Linked DNA regions of Gasterosteus aculeatus: region 2 is linked to region 1. A link is a contact called in public Hi-C data. All regions are on one chromosome and are shown on one strand. The core of a region is the stretch at or near the end of the contact, and the rest is flanking DNA. Distances in the headings are between cores, read along the strand shown.

Evidence for each region. A called contact is a pair of places that touch in the nucleus more often than the background predicts.
Region 2: a contact with region 1 is called in a Hi-C map of skeletal muscle, with 5 times the contacts expected there. The contact joins the promoter of meis2a here to the promoter of cdin1 in region 1. A contact is called at or near these places in 3 of 6 Hi-C or Micro-C datasets (skeletal muscle and whole body).

What each region holds. Positions count from the first base shown.
Region 1 is chr15:10,493,341-10,501,017 of fGasAcu3.hap1.1, reverse strand. cdin1 (CDAN1 interacting nuclease 1) reads right to left here and starts at 2,925. Exons shown (of 12, transcript XM_040199813.2): 1 at 2,797-2,925; 2 at 2,371-2,511. The coding sequence starts at 2,507.
Region 2 is chr15:10,633,193-10,640,869 of fGasAcu3.hap1.1, reverse strand. It overlaps meis2a (Meis homeobox 2a), which reads left to right and starts at 4,190. Exons shown (of 13, transcript XM_078089605.1): 1 at 4,190-5,494; 2 at 6,114-6,340. The coding sequence starts at 5,483.

The sequences.
Region 1 (7,677 bases), core at 1,676-4,175:
AGGGCAGGAATGGGGGAGGGAGGGGGGGGGGGGATATTTGCATGCCCCTCCATTGTGAGTGGGGGTAAAAAAGTGACAGCACCGTGTCCAATTCGTCTCCCCTCCCAGAGCAGCTCGGGCACGGCAAGAGAGGCCAGGCTGACAGATGACTCCCAACATCTGTGTTACGCGGCCGTTACAGATGAGGGGCTCCACATCACATCTCTCTCTCTCTCTCTCTCTTTCTGTGGGACACTCCCTCTCTCCTCCCACCACCCACACTCACAGTACAACAGAGAGACGGGCAGACTTTCCGTGGAAATTACCTTGAAATGGCCTTTAACAGTCATTTTATTCAAAGTTTAAATTTTCCTCCCTTTAGGTCGTCATTCAACAGCAATGATTACAAAATGGGTTTCAGCACAATACAGCATTCAGAGATTTGAGGACAATGCTTATTCATATTGATAGAAAGAATTGTAATGCAAATTGGAAATGTTTGATTAAAAGAATGGCCAATAATTAACTAAAATAGTTAGAAAAGAGGTTGTGATACCAATAACGTATGGGTATAAGTCAGGACATGGAGCTGATTTGTAAAAAATGTTTAATACAATGATATAATGCAGAAATACGTTCAGACAAATCTCCAATAACTGCTTGCAATATTACGTTTTAATTACAAAGTGCTAACATTAATTTAGTAAGAAAATTTAAATGAAAATGTTAACACCGGAACCATATCATCACAATATGATTTCATTTAAAGTCAATAACATAATACCAAATTATATTCCCCCTTGCAATTAAGGATAAATTCTATCATCGTAAATTTCCTAGCTCACAATTCCATTAGCCTGATTGGATAGATGGATAGATTGGATATATGTACAAATACATACAAATATAATAAATCATCTTAGGCTCAAATGAACATTTAACAAAATAAAAGGTGCTTCCACAGCAACAAAAATGGGGCACATTCAAGTGAAAGGACTACAGCAGCTCATGAAACTGGTGGACGGCCGGATATCCACAGTCTACACTCAACGTTGGTCGCATCCTTTGGAAACACACCCACGCCATGTGAAATTAGGTGAAATATAATAGATACCTGTCTTTTCTTTCTCTGTGAGCATTATAGTCGGAGAGAGAGAGCCGCCTCGTCCACATCTAACCCCCACCACCCTGCCAACCTCCGCCTGGCCAATATTTACGCAGTGGCAGGGCTCCCACACAGTCCAAGGGGACAGGAGGGGCGATCGGGGGGGGGGCTGACTGCCGTGCCGGAGCGCATGCTAAGAGATGATGGATGGCCTAGTCGATATGTTATGTCTTAAGAGCCTGATTTCCTGCCAGTCCAATCACTAACCCTCCAGAGCCCGGCTCAGCTGATTGGACAACCAGAATAATTTCGCAGGCTGTGAAAACACTGCTGCCGTGCCTGTCTGTCGGGTCCAGTGACGAGACTCTGGGATTTTTAAAAGAGCAAGGGCCTCCCCGAGACTGGTTAGGGTGAACAAAATGATAACAATAACCAGCGAGACTAAACAAAAGAGCCAGCACCTCCGGGACAGAGAAAGAGATCTTACAGAATTATTGGAATAAAAACAGCGCCGTGTTTTCCTTTAATTACACACCCACCAGTGATACCTTTTGAACAACTGGCATGCAGACTTTTTGGTTAAAGAAAGTTTGGATTAGGAAACCCAAAAGGAGAACGGAAACTTAAAATAAACATGAGAAAGACCCCCTAGTGTTGGGCCCATGCATTCAGGATATTGGACAAACGCTATGCGCATGACATATTCTGTAAAACGCAGACAGTGAGAACAAAGCCGAGCTCGAGCTTCGCCGTGTCCCCTTCGGGGACCGAATACCTTCTTGTAGATTGGTGATTAGGGCACAATGGAAGTAGGAAGCTCCAAATACGTACGACTTTGTAAGTGACCTCGGCGGGATCAGCCGTGGTGTCCTGTTGGCCTCGGGGGATTACACGTGTTACGTTCAATAAAGTGAGGGCCCTCAGTGTCAAGGAGAAAGGCAAACACAACCATTAACCTCGCTGTTCGATTCCTGGATGAGCAGGCGCTGCATGGCGAAGCATTGGCTAACGGAGGCCGATACAGAAACCTGCGTGGAATTAATTGGAGATCAAAAGTGGGATTATAAATACCCAGAAGCAGGTAGAAAAGAAAAAGAGACTGAGGAATAAATGGTGATGCTACTGGGAGTTGAAAAAGTTACTATTTATGTGAGTGATTGGTAAATTATAATGTGATCGCATTTTGTGCTTGTATTTGTTCATAGATACTTGGTGTTTTTACCCTGTAGCCACACATAAACACACACCGAGAGTGTAAAGGAAGTGTATAGTGTGTAACTACTCACTTTGGGAATCTTTCTTTCAGCGTCTTCATACATTGGCGCGTGGGTCTCAGTTGATCGGTCCATCGCACGATCTCTTTATATTCAGCTCGGGACAGCGTCATTTTCATTTGATTGTAATGGTAGGCGTGTGACTGCATCTATCTGTGCAAACACGAGGTGGGAGTTTGATTAAGGGACGCGTCCGTGGCAGTCTTGAGTTTCCAGATGTAAACAACGCGGGGGAGACTGACAGCCAGAAACAGCTGTAGCGTCGCCCGCCTTGCTAAGCAATATTAGCTTTACGTGGATTGCTAACACGACACAACAAACGCGCGGAAAATAAAAGCTTTCGTCTCCCTTTCGAAAGTGTACTGAACGACTACTGTACGCATTGGCTTTCAAAATAGTTTTGTAGAGCGATAAATAACACCTAAACGGGTTGTTTACCATTCATTCCTGCTGTACACTTCTCGATTGCAGCTTCCCGCTAGCGAGCTTGAAGGAAGGACTCTTGTGTGAGGAGTGGTTTGATTGGTGGATTCATTCGGGAAGCTGAGTATAACAGCAGGTGATTGGTTACTCGGCAATGCGAAGGCGGAGCGCCAGCGGAGGCTCGCTGCTTATTAGCTCCGACGCGTCACTGGATTCCTGTTATATGCAAAAGGAAAACTTAACCAGCCTACAGTCCGACAGAATATAAATAATAAAAAACTCTACAGGCCCAAAAATAATTTTAAAGAAGGTGGGTGAGGAACTGTGCAAGGAGACAGAGAAGGAGGGAGTGTCTCTCTGTTATCTCTCTCTAGAAAAATTCTGTCAATAGTCGTTGATTAAACACAAATGTACTGTTTTTTTTTTTACATCAAATGAGCCTCTTTACAGCCTACTCAGAGATACTACCTCTCAATTAAAACATGGTATTTTATCCTGGATCATGCTACTTCAGCATACAGTCCATAGCAACTTAAAACATGGGGATTTGATATGCATCTGGAATAAACTAAATTCAATGATCAAGTAATTAACCTGTTTTTCATGAAGCCTAATTGAACTTCAGTTTGGGCTCTGGTTATTTCTATTTCAACTGCAAGTCTTAACAGAGAGGCCATACTTGCTTTACTTTTCTTTAAAGGAAACAAAGTATACCAAATTCCACTGCTCAGATCATCATTAATATTTATATAGTTTATTCTTTTACCCCTGCAGGTAGAAATATTACTTTGTTGAAAAAATATTGGTTGGGGTTTTCCTTAATTATTTCCAAGGTACAGCAATATTTTTTGTGGTCCATCGCCAGCTGCAGGTCTCCCGAATCATCAATACCTGTCACCTAACCAGTGATAGTAGTACTAGATGGTAGTGCTTTAAATGCCTTTTGCAGAAATATGGAAATATATGTAAATTTGGCCAAAGATAATGACATACTAAGTTTGGAACATACAGGAATAATGCTCAATTTATTAAGGATACATATGCTCTCCAAACGACTTATATTACAATGAAAATAGCTATCTAATAGTAACAAATGCAAACTGATTTTTGAGGGAAACTACTAAATTGTCAATTAACGATTTGGTGTGATTATTCATTTCCCTCCGAACCTTATGGATGCCTCGCACTGGAGTGTTGATTTTAGTCGACTTAGATAGGAATAAAAACTTTCAGACTTAATTTGTCAAATACACGCCCTTGAGATCAATATCATTTTAGAATGGTATTGTTGTGTAATTAGTCTCTGCTGTAAACAGTCTACCCGTCTTTTACTTTCTACTTTCAGATAGAATCATAATATGTTATAATCATGTTATGTTGGATTTCAGATATTTCTGCTGTTTGTTTTTCAAAAATGAAACAAGCTGATTGTTGAATAACTCCTCTTGAAACGATCTCAAACAAATCTGGCTTCACTCCTCTGTGAGCCCGTGACTACATCAAACCATTCTTTGCTAAAGTCAGACATTCTTTTCACAACAACATCGCTGATTTCCTCCATTGTGGGCGAACAATGCATCGGTGAGCAGAAAGGCTCTATCTGACCTGTGATGCGTCAGAAAATAGAGCTCATTGTTGTCGGGCAGTGTAGTATGATGCCTGAGATGGGCTGAGGTCTCGGGCTGTGCGTGCACCAGCACTGTCCCCGGGTCTGAAAGGGCTCAGCGCTCTGTGCTGCCTACAAAAGGGAGCTGTGTAGTGGGATTGGTATGGCCAGATAAGATCGGGGCCTCTGAGGAAGTCTGGTTTGATTGCTACAAAGGGCTGAGGTCAGGGGCAGGAGGAGCAGTTTACTCATCTAGGTATCAGAGGATCAGGGGGTTTGGTGGGGAGCCGCGTGTGTAATAGGTATAAAAGGATCAGTGTAATGTGATGGTATAAAAAGATAAAAATCAGAGAAGGGGTTGGAAGGCAGTGTACTGTAATGGCCCCAAAAGCGAGGGGATCAGAGGCTTTGTTGTGTGTATGCGTCTACTTGTGTGTGTGTGCGTGTGTGCAAGCGAGCACACACACACACGCCCTTGCATCAAATCCATTTTTATGCATCTTTGATGGCCATGAGAGCCGCAGTGGGCTGGGATGAGGGCTGAAGGAGATGGCAGGGCGATGGAGAGGATACCGGGGAAGGATGCACGTTAAAAGACGAGAGCTTTTTTTGAGGCTGAGTGTAAACAGGGCAGTTGTACACACAGTGCCGTTAAGCAGCTGTGGAGCGTGCTCACAGTGGGAGATGAATTTACAAAGGATGTCTCCCTCTGATATCCAAGAGACGCCGCACTGATCTCTGCTCCACTGCTCTCGGCACACCATTGTAGAGCCAAGCACTGTGCCGCTAATGACACGTATATACCTTAATACTTGGGAAGCATTTACATTTCGCTTGCAGCAGAGGGAAAACCCGCGTGTGCGTGAGAAATAGCTTTTCATCAACAGCCTCTCCCGTCGATGAATGTAAGATATTTTAGGTTGTGTAATTTCCTTTTCTCATCACACAGTTTAAGGAAATTGCCAGCCATCCAATGTCTGGCACATTAGTCCCTCTTTAACTTATCCAGGGATATTGCTCACCATACATAGAGAGCATTGTGTTACACAAGATCGTCAGCATTACTGTCATAATGTTTCTTCTTTTTTTTTTTTTCACTTGTGAAGTCAGTGACTTCACTCTTCTGCACCACAGAATTGCTCTCCAATCTTCGGGGAGTCTGGGATCTGAACTCTAAAAATCACAGTTTAAGCATGAGGCAAGCCATAACCAGGAAATGCCTGTAGTATTAGCAAGGTATCAGATTCATGCTTTCCCCCCCTGAACAGCATGACTGCCCCTGAAAATCCAACATCCATATTTTACATCACAGGAGACAAGACACATGTGTTTCAGCCCAGCTTTCAAAGCTGTTTTTCTTCCATTTATTTTATTATCCTTTAATGAATTTAATTACCGGACATGTAATTAAAAGCAATCGTGCTCACCCCAATAAAACACAAACACACACACACACACACTCATATGGGCAATCAGACACACATGCACACATTTGCAATGTGAACGTGTTTACAGGATTAACAGGGGATTGATAATATTTTGAGATTGTATTTCACTCTAAACGGCTGCACGGGGAAACAAAGGCTGCAGCCCAGCCTCATTAATCATAGTCAACGGGTTGCCCGGGTGCAATTTGCATGTCCGAGGTGGTTGCACATGCTGCCGTTCAGCCTGTGTCGCTGGATCTGCCTCGGTTTGGCCAGACCGTTAACGCTGCGTCAATCAAGGATAACCCAACAGCATGACAGAGGAAGAGGAAAGAACAAACACGTTCTCCTCATTACCCCCCTCCCACCCCCACTCGCCCATCTCCCCTGTCAACCCAACCTCTTATTTTATTTAGCACTGATTACGCTGCCCTGATGGAAAATTAAACCATTGTGTTTGTTTTTTTATGAAAGTACGGTATCTTTTTTAAAGAATGAGTTGGATATATTTTAAAATATACAAATACTTTTAATACATTAATATCATCCAAATGCAATTATATTCGGTTTGAATGATAGATGGAATAGAAGTCTTGCCTTTTCGTAAATTCTGGGCGATATAATCACTTTTATCTATAAAGAAAACTTTTTTTGGGCTTGTCTGTATTTTTTTTTTTGTCAGTCACAGTTTGGAGCCTCACTAAGCCATTTTAACTGCAGATAATTGGGTTGAGACTCGATGCAAGTTCAAAATGAAGCGCAGTTTCACAAAGCTGTAATCCCACCAGTGGCTCCATATACTGAATTCTAATTATCTCGTCATGAACTTAAAAAAAGGCAACATTTTAATGGCTTTTTAACTCTATGAGAGGTGTGTGTGTGTGTGTCTGAGTACTTGCATGGACGTGTGTGTGTGTGTGTGTGTGCATGAGACCGAAGTTGACGCATGTTTGCGTGCATGCTCAGGTTTTTGTGTGTCCGACACGCACAGACGCACAGACACCCACCACCACCACCGCACACAGACATGTGGATGCAGCTCATGTCTGGTGTGGCCTCTCTACCTAGCTCTGCTAGCCGAGGCTCACGCTGTGCTCTCCCCCCGTCCCCTAATATCCTGGAGGCATTTTTCTCATTATCAAATATTGTTTGATGTCTTTGTTTCTTGATGATTAACCATGGTCACCAAACACTGGTCTGGATTGTTTCAAATTTAATTTTGGGGCTCTGAAGTACCTGCAGAGGGGCCGACTGGTGGGGACACCCGTATTTTATGCATGCTATTTTTTACGCCGAAATGCAAGAGGACACACATTGAAAAACACAATAAATCCTGGAGGAGAATCATTAGTGGAATACTAGTGTTTTTTATGACCATTGTTATTCAGTGCTGTATTGCGATGCAGTAAATTATTCTGTTTATTATGGGTTTATGGATTCAGTCCCAATTTCAGAATAATTATGTTGCCCACGTTCTGCATAAATAAAACCACTCTCCCCATACTTTTCTGTGTATTTAAACATTAATGAAAATTCTACATAAATACACTGTAAATATTTTTTTTTCACACAGTATATTTTAGTTTTTCAAAACGTTTTTTATGTGTTCATCTTTCGTATAATATTGTTTTTCATTGTACTGACCATGCGTATATTTATTCAGTAATTTTGAAGGAAAAACATATTGCCATAGGAATATAAGATTTATGACAGAACATTGTAAGCCAAACAAATAAGGAAACAACACTTTCCCGTAATGCCAGCGTGTCAAAACTATATTGAATACTTGAAATATCTGTGTATCTAAGGCTGAATAGCAGCCATTGTATCGGTCTAATGATATTATCCTCTGAAATTTGGAAT
Region 2 (7,677 bases), core at 2,941-5,440, 140 kb before region 1:
AAGGGAGAGAGGGTTTGATATGTAATAAAAGGTGGGTCTGTGCTGCCTGTTTAAGCCCCTTAAGCCTGATAAATGATGAGCGACAGAGGCACAGCAAGAGGGTCACCGCTATTAACTCCTCGCTTTCCACTTAAACTTCTCTCAATTACAGCTGGTAATGTGGCTGGATACGGGCCTTATAGGCTTCGAGCTGTTCAATCAAACCGAAATAAAAAAGAATAAAACATTTTTAAAAAGGAAAGAAAATAATACGCAAATCTCCACGGGCGTCTTTGTTGCTGTAGGTATGAGGCCGTCCCTGAAGCCACGTGTTAGGAGAGGGGGGGGCACACAGGGATTATCGTCTGTGGCGTAACTAACATGCACACCAGGTATTCCAGGACAAACACCCAGTGCAAGCTCATTAAATCAGCATTTGGTGTATCCGCACAGGCGTTAACGACGGGCTCTAATCCCGGCGGTGACCCGCTCGGACTGCGTGTCCCGGCCGAGCTGCTCCTCCGGCCGCGCGCATGTTATTTCAACGTGGGACAAAATGCACTACGATTTGAATGAAGGGAGTAATGCATCGCATTATAGTTTTGCATCTGAAATAATTCTTTCAACATTTTTTTAAAAAGAACGGGAAGGACGCTATTTTTCAGCAGTAATGTAGTGTTATGGTCATCTTTTTTTACTTCCCAATCTATTTTTCCCCCCGGCTTCGCTTGAGTAATTGTTTAACTTTTATTCGTTAACACGCTTTTATTCGTTAACAAGCGTTAACACGTGTAAAGCTTGATTTTATCAATATTTAAATAGTTTTACAGTGTTTTATTTGCACCATAGATATAAAGCTGCGTATTAATCCTGTATCTAACGAATTAGGATTTACATTAAGGCTACTTGCATTTTTTTAATAATAATAATAAAAAACTAGGAAAATGCATTTTCTACTTTGTGTGACGGTGTAAACGCTTACGCAGAACCTATCCTCAATGAATTGCCAGCAAATCTGTTGAGAGTCAGGCAGCGAGAAACAAAGGCTCGATTCGGACAGTAAAACGAAATCTCTATTTTCATACGTTCGATGGCGTTCGACGTTAATGCAATCCCCTTCGTTTTTAATAAAAGCCATTTGATATATTTTCGAAAACTGCGTTTGGATGTAGTAAATAATTCTTTTTTTGCTTCATTTTGTGGGCCTTTACACATTTCTTGCAAAGCTTTCGACAGCCCTGGTTCCGCCGCCGCCAGATGTCGCTAGAAGGCCGCATAATCTCCTTCCAGTGTGGAGGAAAAGCCACAGTTACATTTGGTGCCCCCCCCCCACGCCCCCTCACTAACCCTTTGACACCACACTCTGAGAATCGGTGGAGGGGAAAATGAGGCTTTGGAGCTGAAGAATTTACAGTTAGTCGCGAAACTTTTACAAGTATTTGAGTTGCTCACTCTACTTTCTGAAAGCCTATAGTCGCAATTCACTCCGGGGGGGTCAAAAGAAGTTCAGAATCAGATGACTGAGGTGATCGAAGATTAAACCATCGTAAAACCTGTCGATTAAAGAATTGAATCAAATCCGTGAAATGATTAAACGAGCGCAGCCGTTGCATTTGGGGCAGAACGTGTTTGCAGATGCACGTTACATGCATTTGCAGCCGCATTTCTTCTCATCACCGAACTCCTGCAGAGAGAAGAAATACACAGGCTGCAAGGGTCTTGCCTCCCTGAGCCTCTTCAGGAGTCAGTCTATGATCCAGTCTTATCTCAGCGCCTCTATACATTAGCTCTGCTCGTTTACATAATCTCACATAGTGAAGAGGGCCAAAGAAGAACAAAGTTACAAACAAGATTAGGGCGATTTTATTTGTTCCTATACGGTTGAGCGCCAATTGTTTCTCCAGGAGTGTTTAAGGTCACTAAGAGGATTTGAAGCCGGTTTCATATCAGTGATCTTTTTGAGGGAATTAAATCAACAATGCTTTTCTCTCCATATTTAGCAACAGTCTTGTGTGCATGTGCGCGCGCGTGTGTGTGTGCGTGTGTGTGTGTGTGTGTGTGTGTGTGTGTGAACAACGAGCCCTGCGGGGCAGCAGAGGGGGGAGAGGGATTGTAAATCCTGCAAAGAGTAAACAGAGGAGTGGAAGTTCAGTGCCGATGCTCGGTCGCATGCTAGCGGACCTGGTGCACCTTCAGGATGTGACATGCAGTGGATCTTTAGCCTGGTGATTGTCCCAGTAGTGTTTTCCTTGAAATGGATCCCCCCCCCCCCCTCACCAACCCCCCCACCTCCTAATGATCCAAACGCAGCTGGCCATGTCCCACACGGACACCGAGAGCTTTAACCCTAAACTGACCTCAATTTGACACCACCCGATGAAATTGTACTGCCTGTTAATGCCATCTACTGATTTAAAAAGAAATGTTTTGTTTTTTATTTTTATTTACGTGCCAGAGTTGTGTGAAAAAACGGACACAACGTGAAAGCCTTGAGAAATCCCAATTTCCGTGAAAAGGCGTAATTGTCCGTGATGGGTGTCCTCCTGGAATAATCTGGTTTGTAAATGCGGTCAGGTTATAAACCGGAGGTTTTAAATTGGCACAGGTCTTGTTTACGAGGAAAATTAATTTTAATTACCTATTGAGTGAATGATGATTAAAATAAAATTAGAAAATTAAACACCGACCTGCGTAATGTTGCATCGAGGCTGTTATTTAGCTAAATGAAGACATTTCGCCACCTAAACGCCGTTCGTGACGACGCCGTGTGTTTGTGGCTTCCATTAATTGCTCCAATAAATAGTTCACCAAAAAAAAAAGACGGAGCTTAGAATTTCCACGTCGTTAGGAGTCCTCGCTGAAAGTTTTACAGGGAAGGACGCGTTTCTGCGGAGCCGTACATTGGACACGCATAATTAGCCTCTGCTATTTTCACACGCTCTTCGGGTGTTTACATCACTCTCCTCGGGGGCAAATCACATATTTCCACAGTAAATGCGGTAAAGACCTGGAAGCACGTATACATCCAACTCCACGGCAGTTTGGGGATTAAAGGATACTTCCATCGAGCGGCAGATTAAACATACAAGTGACAATATCTTCCATGTTCTTTTTTTTTTATTTTTTTATAGTCCAACCGTAACCCCCCCCCCCCGCCGCCCCCGCCGCCCCCTCCCACCCCCCCTTACTGCCCCGCGTAAAGACGCGCGTGTGCAACAAAGCGGCAAATACAGTAAGGTGTGTGCTACTTACCGTGGTTGTCCAAAGAAGGAAGTTGGAAGAAGTAGAAGAATAAGAAGAAGAAAAAAAAGTCAAGCGTTAATGCACAAATCAATGTGAATGATAGTATTTAGCTCATGAAAATATCAGTCTCCAATAGCGCGGTCTGCCGGCCGGGCTGGTTGTGTTTACAGAGTGTGGGAGAGACTTGGAGACGGTGAATGCCTTGGCTCTCTGCGCACCGCTCTGCAGCTCCTTCCCGGGGTGTTGCACGTTGAAATGTCCACACAGCCGTTTGTCAAACCCTGCAGTCCTACACTTCCCCCCCCTCCACCACCACCACCACCACCCTCCCCACTCCCTCTCCTCCACCCACATTATGCCAACAAACATAACTGTTGTCACGGTTTCATTTATTGAATCGATTTCCTTTATAAAAATAAAAAATAAAAAAAACTCCCCAGATTTCTGCAAACGACCTCAAGCAACTCTGTTTGGTATTTTGTTTGTGGGGAGAGTTTATTGACCCTCCACCGGTGGCCACAGCCCATCTCCCTGAGCGTGTGTCTACCTTAATCCTAACCTGTGAATAATTAATTTCACCATCAAAAATGTCACGGAGCCATGAAAGGAGCCTTTATGTGAGAGCCTATCAATACAGCCGCGGTGCCATATTAGCGTTGATGGAGCCACATTCTAAAGGGAATAGATGGCCTGCTTCTGTTTTTCTGTGCGTAAAAGTGCTCGACCCCCCCCCCCCCCCCCCCCAAAAAAAGGCTTCACTGCCATCGATGGCCGGAGCGTTGCTCCTCCTCTAAACTTCAATCTCCTCACATGATTGATGATCTCAGGGAGCTTTGATAATTGACTACTCTGAGGTAAGGCACAGCTTTCTATTGAGAGAGGGGATTGGACGAAAGAAACATACAAAATTACTTTCTCCACAAAGCCCCCCCCCCCCCCCCCCCCCCGGTTGGAAAAGTTCATTCTAGGATTAGAGGGGTGTCAATTCATTTGCCAAATGATAGTGTGTTGTTGGATTGTGAGGTATTTCAGAGTTGTAAAGGTACACAAGCTACAAACAAATAAAGTAAGCGCCTCAGCATTCGTAAGCGTTATAATATCCCGCCGTGTCACGGAGGACGCGCGGGGACGCAAAAGTTGAAAGGTTTACCATTTGTTAATGTCACATTTTATTGTGCTTAAAGGTTGTGCATTGCATCCCTCGTAAATCTACCTCAAACTCTTACTTATTGTACCCTAAATCACGATTCGCGTGGTCACTCAGAGAGCTCCGCGCTGCTAAACCCTCCTTCACTCAGCCTTCACCCTGTTTGCTTTTTTCTCCCTGTCCTTTAGGAATCTTCACGGTGGAAAAGAAAAGAGGAATCGGGTTGGGAGCTGTGTGTGTTTGGCTTTTTTTTTTTTTTTAATATATATATATATATATAGCCCCGGTGTGGAGTTGAAGCCGTCCCCGTGCTCCGCATACACTCTGCATATCTCTCGCTTTGGTCTCTCCTCTCTCTTTTGTGGAGCTGCTGCAGGACTGGCTATGGCCGCCGCTACTTCCGGGATCCGTCATTTCATTCGCCCACCGCTCGGCGCTGCGCGCTGACTCCGTTTCTATAAGCAAGCTAGCAGCCAACCTGCCAACACTCGCTGACACTCACTCATCTCAGGCTCGCCAGATAGACCAAATACCTACGGGGGGAAAGGAAGGAGAGATCTGAATCGCGGTCTCTTCGTTTCGACTGCTTTTTCCTCCCTTCTTCTTCTTCCTCTTCTTTTTGCTTCTTCTTCTTCTTTTTTTTTTTTTTTTTTACAGTGATAATAAAACAAGATAGCGATCTGGAGGCATTAAAGGAGACGCGGACTCGCGGGATGAAAACGGACTAAAAAAGATTCGTCCTTCTCCTGAACATCATCGCCGACCGTCATTCATTCATTACCTTGACAACCTCTGGCTTTGATTGACAGCCGGAGTGGCAAAAAGCCATGAGACACGACAGTTTAGTTACATGCAGGTTGTTGATGGGCCGATTGTAACCTTCACTTTGGCGCATTTTTGCTTCTTTTTTTCTCTCCCCTCCCGTGGAAAGAGGGAAAACAAGAGAAATTGCAAAACTCCCCGATGCTACGATCTCCACTGAACCACACTGGCGAATAGGAGAAGTCGCAAAGTTGGTCGGAAAACGGAATCTTGATCTCTAAATCACTTTCTGAACGGGGACTGGGATATTAAATATACGACAGATTCAGGAGTTTATTGGAGCGCAGCCCAATGGCGCAAAGGGTAGGTTTTTTTTTTTTTTTAAATCTCCTTACACGTACCTGTTCAAATCCACTGCAGGGGAGGCGCTCGTATCGATAACTTGTTCTCGGGCGGCAGCATTCACATCAAAGCTGCTATATTTGACGTTTCTGTTGTTGCAGCGCCCCTTGCTCTCCAGGCAAAGTGACAGCCTCTGCTTTCACCCCGACGAGCCCCCACGACAGTCGTGGATCGCGTTCACAGGAGAACTCCCAACTAATTCGCTCTTTTTCGGCCACCGAGCTCCCTTACGCGGAGCGCCTTTGAGTTCTAATGTTTTTGGTAATGGCAAACTGTTTATCAGACGTGTGTATATGCGTGTATATGTACAATATACGACACTTTGCTTTTTATCCTGCGCTGGCTTGCAGCGCATTCGCACGAGCTCGTTAGGTCTCCTTTTGCGTGTATCCACGCCGAGGCGGCACGCGCTGTGCATTTATTTATTTATTTTAAATTTCTTTCTTTCTTTGCTTCATTCTCTTGCAAATCTCCTTTGCACGCTTTTCGTTTTTAAATGCGAAAGTAACCGGACTTTTTTTTTTCTTCCTTTCTTCTTGTTGTCGTCGTCGTTGTTTGTTGTTGTTGATCTATTCCCCAGTACGATGAGCTGGCCCACTACGGTGGGATGGACGGAGTCTCGGCGTCGATGTACGGGGACCCGCACGCTCCCCGGCCGCTTCCCCAGGTCCACCACCTGAACCACGGACCGCCGCTGCACGCCAGCCAGCACTACGGAGCCCACGCTCCGCACCCCAACGTCATGCCCGCCAGCATGGGCTCCGCTGTCAACGACGTTTTAAAGAGGGATAAAGATCAAATTTATGGGTAAGGTTTGCATGAAACAAACATGCGTGCAATATATATATATACATTTTTTCCCCCTCCTCCTACACCCCACTGCCTCAGTCAAGTTTTTCTAAGCTTTTTTCTATTAGTGAGTTTTGATGGAGTTTCTCTCCCACCACCTAAATTCTACCGCAATGTCGGAGCCCCTTTGTTGGTCGGGTGAGTTTTGTCCCATGTGTAATCGCACACGCATTGTTAGGGGGGCATCAAGAAGCCCGCCGTGAGTAAGAGTACGCCTCGAGCTCCTATAATAATAATATTATAAATGATATGGAAGCTCTGTGTACAAGCACAAGTCAAGTAAAACGCTGGAATGAATTGTTGCAAGTTGCTTTACATTACTGCCGACTATTATTTGTTGATCCTTAAAAATAGATTTGACACATTTAAACGTTTTCTTTGCTGCCTGCAGACAACTTTTCAAATTGTTTTCAGATATTGTCTGCAGTAAATTAGAGACACACACACACACACACACACGCGCGCGCACAGTGTGTTACGACGCCCCGCGTGTCTTTATTATTATACTTTCCTCGCATTATTCTTAAATAATAAAAGAAACGTAATTAGACGTTGTTACCGATGAAGGCAAAAGTTAAAAAACAAATGTTTCCAGACGTTGCTCAGCAAACACACCTACTCAGAAAGTGCTATAATCCCCAGTGTATGATTATAATCTGGGGTGTAGCGCAGAGTAAATCCTCTTCATCTCTTGTACTCACGGAATAGTTTACCTTCGTGTTTTTATACACTGACAAGAATCTAGATCACACAAATTAAGCAACTGAAAGCAGTTTAATGAAGCTAAACGTGTGCTTTAAAAAAATGACATTTTACTTTCTAATTATGCGTTAGTTTTTAAAATGTATTTTGTTTCTCTCGCGATGTTAACATGAAAGTAATTAGATATTTCTGTTCACTTCCGCTTCACTTTTAAAGCCTCATATGTAATAACGCCCTCGGTGCTTAGTGCGTCTGTAGTGTGATTCTGCAACATGATTATTTCATTTAAAGTGTTTGTGCGCACTGTATAATTTCTCTAAACTCCCACCGACTGATTTAGAGCGTGTCTGTCATGTTTTTTTGTCCACTTTTGTGGACTTCTCCGCCGTTTCTACTTTACACTGCAAGAAATGTCGGTCTCAACACGTCGCTCAGCAACACATTGCGTCTAAAATCCCCAGAATTCCCCCAGAATGAAGCGTAAAATATCCCAGATGCGTGTTTACTCGTGCGTCCCCGTCCACACAGCCTCTAAAAAGGAAACGTTGAATCCAAGGTTTATTGTTTTAGTTGTTGACAGTCCCATTAAAAAA